2 separate regions of the Oryctolagus cuniculus genome follow, and region 1 is linked to region 2. Evidence: chromatin contacts called from public Hi-C data. All regions are on one chromosome and are shown on one strand. Each heading gives the region's core, a stretch centred on a gene start, on an enhancer-like site or on the middle of the called end of the contact. The rest is flanking DNA. Distances are from core to core; before and after follow the strand shown. Region 1 holds the start of LOC138846541 (spidroin-2-like). Region 2 has its middle 83 kb from the start of ZFHX3.

Evidence for each region. Hi-C and Micro-C count contacts between places; a contact is called where the count stands out from the background.
Region 1: a Hi-C map of an unstated tissue shows a contact between it and region 2, with 2.7 times the contacts expected there. The contact joins the promoter of LOC138846541 here to the enhancer-like site in region 2. A contact is called at or near these places in 2 of 6 Hi-C or Micro-C datasets (psoas muscle and an unstated tissue).

Annotation. Positions count from the first base shown.
Region 1 is chr18:54,197,906-54,201,501 of mOryCun1.1, forward strand. LOC138846541 (spidroin-2-like) reads right to left here and starts at 2,281. Exons shown (of 2, transcript XM_070062556.1): 1 at 2,256-2,281; 2 at 672-2,127. The coding sequence starts at 2,281. The coding sequence ends at 672. The region is part of intron 1 of ZFHX3 (zinc finger homeobox 3); the gene reads left to right.
Region 2 is chr18:54,086,577-54,090,041 of mOryCun1.1, forward strand. No RefSeq gene overlaps it. Among named protein-coding and RNA genes, the nearest start is that of ZFHX3, 83 kb to the right of the region's middle. Within about 2 kb of position 1,290, at least 1 of the 8 cell types and tissues checked has an H3K27ac peak or open chromatin away from gene starts, as enhancers often do.

The sequences.
Region 1 (3,596 bases), core at 1,031-3,530, 110 kb after region 2:
AACATATTAGATATAAATTGCCTAGGCTATGCTACGTGTTAAAGTTTTCCCCCTATTTTCTTCACGCATCCTCAGATTTGCTATTTAAAGTGGCCCCCGTTCGGAGTCTCCGCTCCCTCCCCTGCTCCTTCGCTGGAAGCTGTCCCACTCCCATGATCAGCACCCTCTTCTTTGAAGATGCTCTTTTCCTATTTAATTTAGACACAACCGCATTTGCTGGAAAAAAAAAAAAAAAAAAAGGAGAGAGAAAGAGAACAAGAAAGAGGGGGGGGGGGAGAGAAAGGAAAGAAAAAAAAATCTTAAAAAAAAATCTTAGCCAGGTTCCCATTGTTGGCTGCGTGCGCTCACTCCTGGGGTGTGTGTGTGTGTGTGCGTGTGGTGTGGCGTGGTGTGTGTGTGTTTTTAATACATGCATAAACTTTGGGTGCCTCTCTCCCTCTTCCCAGCCTCTTCTCCCATCCTCTCTTCCTGCTCTCTTTGCTCTGCTCATCACTTTCCCCTGGTTTTTTTTTTTTTTCCCTCCCTTCCTCCCCTCTGCCTCCCTCCACCTCCCCCTTTTCTTTTTTGCTGAATCTTATTGATCCAGAAGGTGGCTAATTAGCCCTTCCCGTCGTGCCTGGGTAATGAAGCACATGCGCACTGAATTAATCACAGCCATTTTTTGCAGGAAACTAATTAGCAGAATAAAGATCCAAAGACTTTTTTTTCTTTTCACTCATCAGCTCCCACTTCCAGCGCGTCCCCTCCGACCGCTGCAGCCACCGCCGCCGCCGCCGCCGCCTCCTCCTCCTCCTCCTCCCGGCCGCAGCCGCCGCCGCCGCCGCCGCCGCCTGCTTTGCATCCCAATTACAGCCTAGAGCCGCTGCCGCCGCCGCCGCCGCTTCTCCTCCGTGGCCCCTGCCCGCTCCGGGGGCTGTAAACTCCCCGCCAACCATGCTGCTCGGCGGCAGCGGCGGCGGCGGCTCCGGCTCCCCGGCTGCGGCCGCCTCCCGCCCCGGGCTCCGCCGAGCGCGCTCCAGCTCCGCCGCCGCCGCCGCCGCCGCCAGCAGCGCGTCCTCCGCCGCCGCCGACCCCCGCCAGCCGCCGCTGCTGCCTTGATGGGCTCCGCGGCCCGAGCGCCTCTTTTCGGGATTAAAAGCGCCGCCAGCTCCCGCCGCCGCCGCCGCCGCCAGCAGCGCCGCTGCAGCCGCCGCCGCCGGAGAAGCAACCGCGTAAGTGGCAACTTTTCCCTCTTTTTTTTTTTTTTTTTTTTTTTCCCGCCGCCGCCGCCGCCGCCTGCTCCTCCTCCTCCTCCCGCCGCCGCCGCCGCCGCCACCGCCCGGACGCGGGGCTCCTCGGGGCGCCCGGGCTGCTTTGCATGGGGCTCGTCCTGCCCCCTCCCGGCTCCCGCGCCCGGCCGCCGCCGCCCGCGCCCTGCTCGCTCGCTGCGTCCCGCTCGCCTTCCCCCTGCGCCAAACTTTCTCTTTCTCTTCTTCTTCCTCCTCCTCCTCCCGCGCCGCCGCCGCCGCCGCCGCCGAGCCCGGGCCGCCCCCTCCTCCCCGGCCCCCGCGCAGCCGCCGCCGCCGCCGCGACCCCCGGGAGGGTGGAGGCGCCCGGGGCGAGGCCCGCGCGGCGAGTTTGGAGGCGCCGCCGGGCAGGGCCGGCCGGGGCGCGGGCCGAGGGCGGGAGGGCGGCCGGGGTCCCAGCGCCGAGACAAAGGCGGCGGCCGGCGTGTGTGTGAGTGTGAGTGTGTGTGTGAGTGTGTGGAGGGGGGGTCCGCGGTGCCGAGCGCCCCCGCCCCCGCCGCCCCCGGCCCCCAACTTTGCCCCACCCCGAGAGGCGCCGGGGCTCCGGGCTGAGCCGCCGCGCGGGGCGCGCACCCGGCCCGGAGCAGTGGCCGCGGCTGCCGCCGGCGGGCGGGCGCCGTCCGCGCCGGGGCTCCACTTGCCGCGGCGGCCGGAGCCGGACCCGAGCCCCGGGCCCCGGGAGGGGGCGAGGCGGCCGCGCGGTCGTCCACCTGAGCGCTGTCCGCCCTGCCCCGCCGGCGGCGCCGCCGCGAGCGCCCGCAGGGGCTCTGCCCTGGACGCTAGGGGCTCCCGGGGGCTCGGGGCTGCGCCGCCGGCCAGGGCCAGACCCAGCTTGGCCGGCCTCGCTCGACCGGCCGAGTTGAGAGACACCGGAGGATTCCTTTTTTTTTTTTTTTTTCTTTTTTTTTCTTTTTTGGCTCACGAGAATCTGGGATTGTTTACGTTCGGTTCTGCACTCTGAGCCCTCACCCGGCTCCACGAGATGCGAAAACCATGTTCCTGAATTTTACATCATGCATTTTAATGTCCGTCCTTTTGCATATCTGTTGGAGAGTGGATCCTAGCGCCTTTCATGCAGTGTGTTTAAATTGTGTTTGGACTCGATGTTCAGAGGCTTCTTGTGGATCTATTAAATTAAAATATAAAAATATTTTACTTTGCCTGCGAATTAATCTGTTGCTGGGATCTGACTTTTGTAAGATGTTGTGCAATATCTTCGACTGGAGCAAATTCTTTGATTGCAAATGCTTTCAAAAATCACCCACTCTTAACTTCGCCCCTTGTTGCTTTGAAGTAGGGTAAATATGATAATTTTTATTGGTCTCAATTATTGAAACTTGATCTAAGGGCTCCATGGAAGAAGGAGACTGACTGCCTTTTTGTGGCCTCCGGTTGTAGTGAGTTTTAAAAGAGGGTTTGTTAAGTACCTTTGAAGAATATGACAGATGCTGATGGCTCGGCTGTAATGCAAATTGCAGGACATAAATTCACTTCGGAATTAAAAAAAAAAGAGGCTCGGCCCTTTCTGTGGGGGACGGTCGGGGATATATTATGTTTTTTTTCTGCTTTTTGCTCGCTACTTTGGGAGAATAGCTAGTTGCACACGGGCTGCTTTGGAGGTGCTTGGGAGATTGGGGAAGGCAGGGATTGATCCCCATCTGCATAATCAATAGGGCATTGAGTTGCAGCCGTGTACCTACATTACTGAACATTTCTGTGGTATCTACAGCGGGGGGCTCCGCCGCCTCGCTCCCCACCTTGCAGCGGACACAAGGCGCCAGAACTGACGGCCCAGCTCCCCGGAACGATCTAGGGGAAGTCCATTCCATAGTGGCTCCTTTTCAAACTCCTTCATTCCACTGGAGTTGTGTGTGTGTGTGTGGTTTTTTTTGGGGGGGTGCATTTGTTTACATGTGTGGAGGTCAGGTGCTGAGCCCCCACGGAGCAGATATCTTATGGACTGAGGGCAGTCCAACGGGGTGGGAGTTCGCTTATGGCGTGACCACTTCTGAAGTCCTCTTCTCATCTGTGGTGTTAGATTTCTTAGCTTGATGCGGGTACATTAGAGACAGGAGTGCAGGAGTAACATACTGGAGATGGGAGCAGTGTCAGCTGCTCAGAGAGAGACACAGTGTGGAAAGCGTGGTGGTAGGTGAATCCATATTTGGAGATAATTTTGGAATAGTCTAGCAAATGGTGCACGCACAGGATTTCGTAAAAGTGTGCACGGCGTCAGTTTTGAAAGGGTTGCGGTCTGGGGAGATGAGGTGTGGGCAGGAGAGCCCACTGGAGGCCAGCGGCCTCCTCTGT
Region 2 (3,465 bases), core at 40-2,539:
AACCTCCAGACTTGGGAATTCTTAACAAAGTGACCCTTGGCTCTTGGCTGCTGGCATGGGGAAGAGGCGGAGGCACCACTTCTCCCAGGTTCTTTCAGAGCACAGACAAGTTCACAATGGTGTGCATCAAAAGCCTACTACTCAAAAAAGAGGCTGCAGAAAATCTAGTTTGGTTTCGTTTGTCTCATATGTTTTCTTTCCTTTACGGACCTCCGGGTGATAGCAAACATCAGAACATTTTCTTTAAAAAAAAAAAAGCTTTATTTATTTATTTGAAAGGCAGAGTTACAGAGAGATATAGAGGGAGAGGGACAGGGACAGGGAGAGGCAGAGAGAAAGATCTTCCATCTGTTGGTTCACTCCCCAGATGGCCACAACAGCCAGAGCTGCGCCAATCCAAAGCCAGGAGCCAGGAGCTTCTTCCGGGTCTCCCACATGGGTGCAGGGGCCCAAGGACTTGGGCCATCTTCTACTGCTTTCCCAGGCCATAGCAGAGAGCTGGATTGGAAGAGGGGCAGCTGGGACTCAAAGGAGCGCCCATTTGGGATACCGGCACTGCAGGCGGTGGCTTTACCCGCTATGCCACAGTGCTGGCCCCCAGAACACTTCCTGATGAGATATTTTTCCTTACTTCATCCAGAGCTATACTTGGATGATCCTGATGACCTAGTAAATAAGAAAATGAAACAGAAATTCCTAAGGGTGATGAACCGCAGTAACTCCATGGATGGGCCGAAACCCCTCGATAACACGTGTGAATCTCAGGGCCTGTGTTAGCTCTTCTGCAGAGAGTGTCTGTAACGTTGCCCCTCTCCTTCCACGAGCCAGGGCCCCCCAGAAGCTTAGGAGCCCCCTGGATGAGAGTGGTCTTGGTTTGGTGACATCTTTCAGAGGGGAATCAGAATCCTCAGCCTTCTTCAAAGCGTGAGCCAGAAACATCTGATTAATAATAACAGTTGTACACCTTTGGTTGCTTACTTGGCACGTGATGCGTAGTCACGTAATCCCTACTGATTGGGAGCTCTTAGTATCCCCATTGTACTGCTGAGGGTGCTGAAAGAGAGAGCGACGCCGCTTCCCAAGGACCAGACAGGTGGGAAGGTCACGACCGGGCCCCGGCCCACAGCCCGGGGTTTGACCACCCGCCTACCCTCTGTGCTGTGCTGCTCCTTGACTGAACGGTTCTCCCAGCCAGCGGTTGTTCCTCTCGAAGCAAAACAGAACTAAGAGTCTCAGAAAATGTGAACACTAAAGAGTGAGTCAGAAGATAAACTTTAACTCGCTCCACCCCAGTCCTGACTCCCAGGAAATGGACAATTCAGGGGAGTAGCAGCGAAACACCAATGTGGCCCCACCCCATAAAGAAGTGGCAAGGGTCGCAGGCGGGGGTCTCTGGCCCAAGGAGGTTGCTTGATCATCACCCTTCCGCCTGACGTGTGCCTAGAACTTTCTACCCGGCATTCCACAGCCTCATTTCTCCTTTCATCAGATGCTGCCCCATTATTGCTCCTGGCAGGGAAGTCAGGGTAGAGATCACAGACTATAACCCTGAGGCCCAGAGAGGTGGTGCCTGCCTGAGTGGGGGTCAGGAGACCGGCGATAGCCAAGTGCTGGGTGTAGGACCGAGCTCCGCTCCACGGACCAGGCCAGTTCTCTTGACCCTGTTCTTGCTGCCTCACCCATCACTGTCACTCGACATTGGGGACAGGCACTGAGAAGAACTCAGATTCCATGTGCACCCCTCTCTCTGCAGGATGGCACCCCCAACCAATGCAAAGAACCTTCTTCCCATTGTGTCATTCGGGTAACTCAGTCCAGCCACTGTCAGTTCTCCAGCTTTGCACACGGGGAAACAGGCCTGGCAGCGGAGTTAGGCACAGAACCCAGACGTCAGCCCTTGTGGCATGTGACTCCCAGGCATTCACTCTTCACCCTGTGTCGTCCGTGGACCGTCCAAGGAGACAGGAAAAGGCAGAGGAAGGGGAAATGCATGGCCCTGTTGGTGTGATGAGCAAGGCTTCTGCCTTCTCTGAGGACAGGGCAAACGGAAATCTGTTTAAAGCACTAGGGCTTGAGGTTAAAATTAAAGAAGACAATTAGGAGCGATTAGTCACTGGGACTGGGGCTCCGTGGGCGTCTTCAAAAATAGGATTGGCTCTCACTGGCTTGGACCTGCTACGGCAGAGCCTCTTCTAGGCCTGTGATTCTGTGATTAACTCCTGTCCGGCAGCCAAGCTGCTGGCGCTCGTTACAAACAATGACCCCATTTCTTGGGCGCTGTCGGGTCGAGCGGGTCCCGAGGAAATGTCTTTGGCACCCGGTGATGGTGAAATGAACACCCGCGGCTGGCTCGAGATGACTCTCCCATCTTGGGTGCTCCGGAGGGGATCAGTGGCTCAACCTTTGTGTCCGGAAAGCCCAGGAAGCCGGGAGGGGGCTGGGTTGCAGCGCCTCTGAATGCATCCATTCACACCGTGGCACTTCCCAAGCTTTCATTCATTCTGAGGTCCTCAGAGAAGCTTCCTGAGCAGAGCCAGAGGAGCCAGGACCCGGCAGGGGGATAAGGTGCTTGGGGAGGAGGTCAAGGGAGATCGGACTCCAGGGAGCAAGGCACCCTGAACACCCTGAACTGGAGAGGCTCAGGGGCCGGGGCAGCTGAGGCCCCACCGCCTCCACGTCCCCTGGGAATAAGCAGGAAAGCAACCTGTACAGGCCCTGTGGGAGTTTCGCGAGGGCGGGGGGTCACTGACTGAGCCCCACAAACAGCCTTTCTGGGAGCCCCAGGACGCTGCACTGACACTGCGCTCAGTGCAGGCTCCTCTCTGCCTCCAACCCCTGTCTGCTCACGAGCTTCCCACAGCACCTGGGCCCGGGCCCACCGGCTCTGGGCCACACACACAGAGAGGCTCCTCCCGTTCCTGGGATCCCCTGGTGCAGCCCCATGAGAACCTGGGTTTTCCTCCAGCAGAAAAAAAAAAATATATATATATATATATATATAGCCACAGCATTCTCGCTGAAAGTACCTGGGGCAGGAGGGGTCAAGAAAGATGGGACGTATGGCCACTATAAAGGGGAAAAAAAAGAAAAAGACAAGAAGCAGGAGGACTAAAACCAAGTGGAGCAGAGGGAAGTGAAAGGAAGGAGTTTTGGTTTTGGTTTGGTTTTGGTTTGGTTTGGTTTTTCTGCAGCAGTTTCTCTTTTGGAGATCTGAAATCTCTAAGTGTGACGTCAAAGCTTTCTCCAAATGACTGGACACGGGCTTTTTTGTTGTTGGGTTGCTGTACTCTCGGGACCTATTGGGATGCCCGGATAAAAATTAATTAGAGGCTGTTTGGAGGGGCTTTGCAAGACAGCCTGAGGCTACGCTTCAGTCTGGTTGTTAGAAGCCACATCATCTCCGCCTCCTCGCCCAGCGAACAGACCTGCGTGGGGGCGGCCGGGGGCAGCTGCAGACCGTTCAAC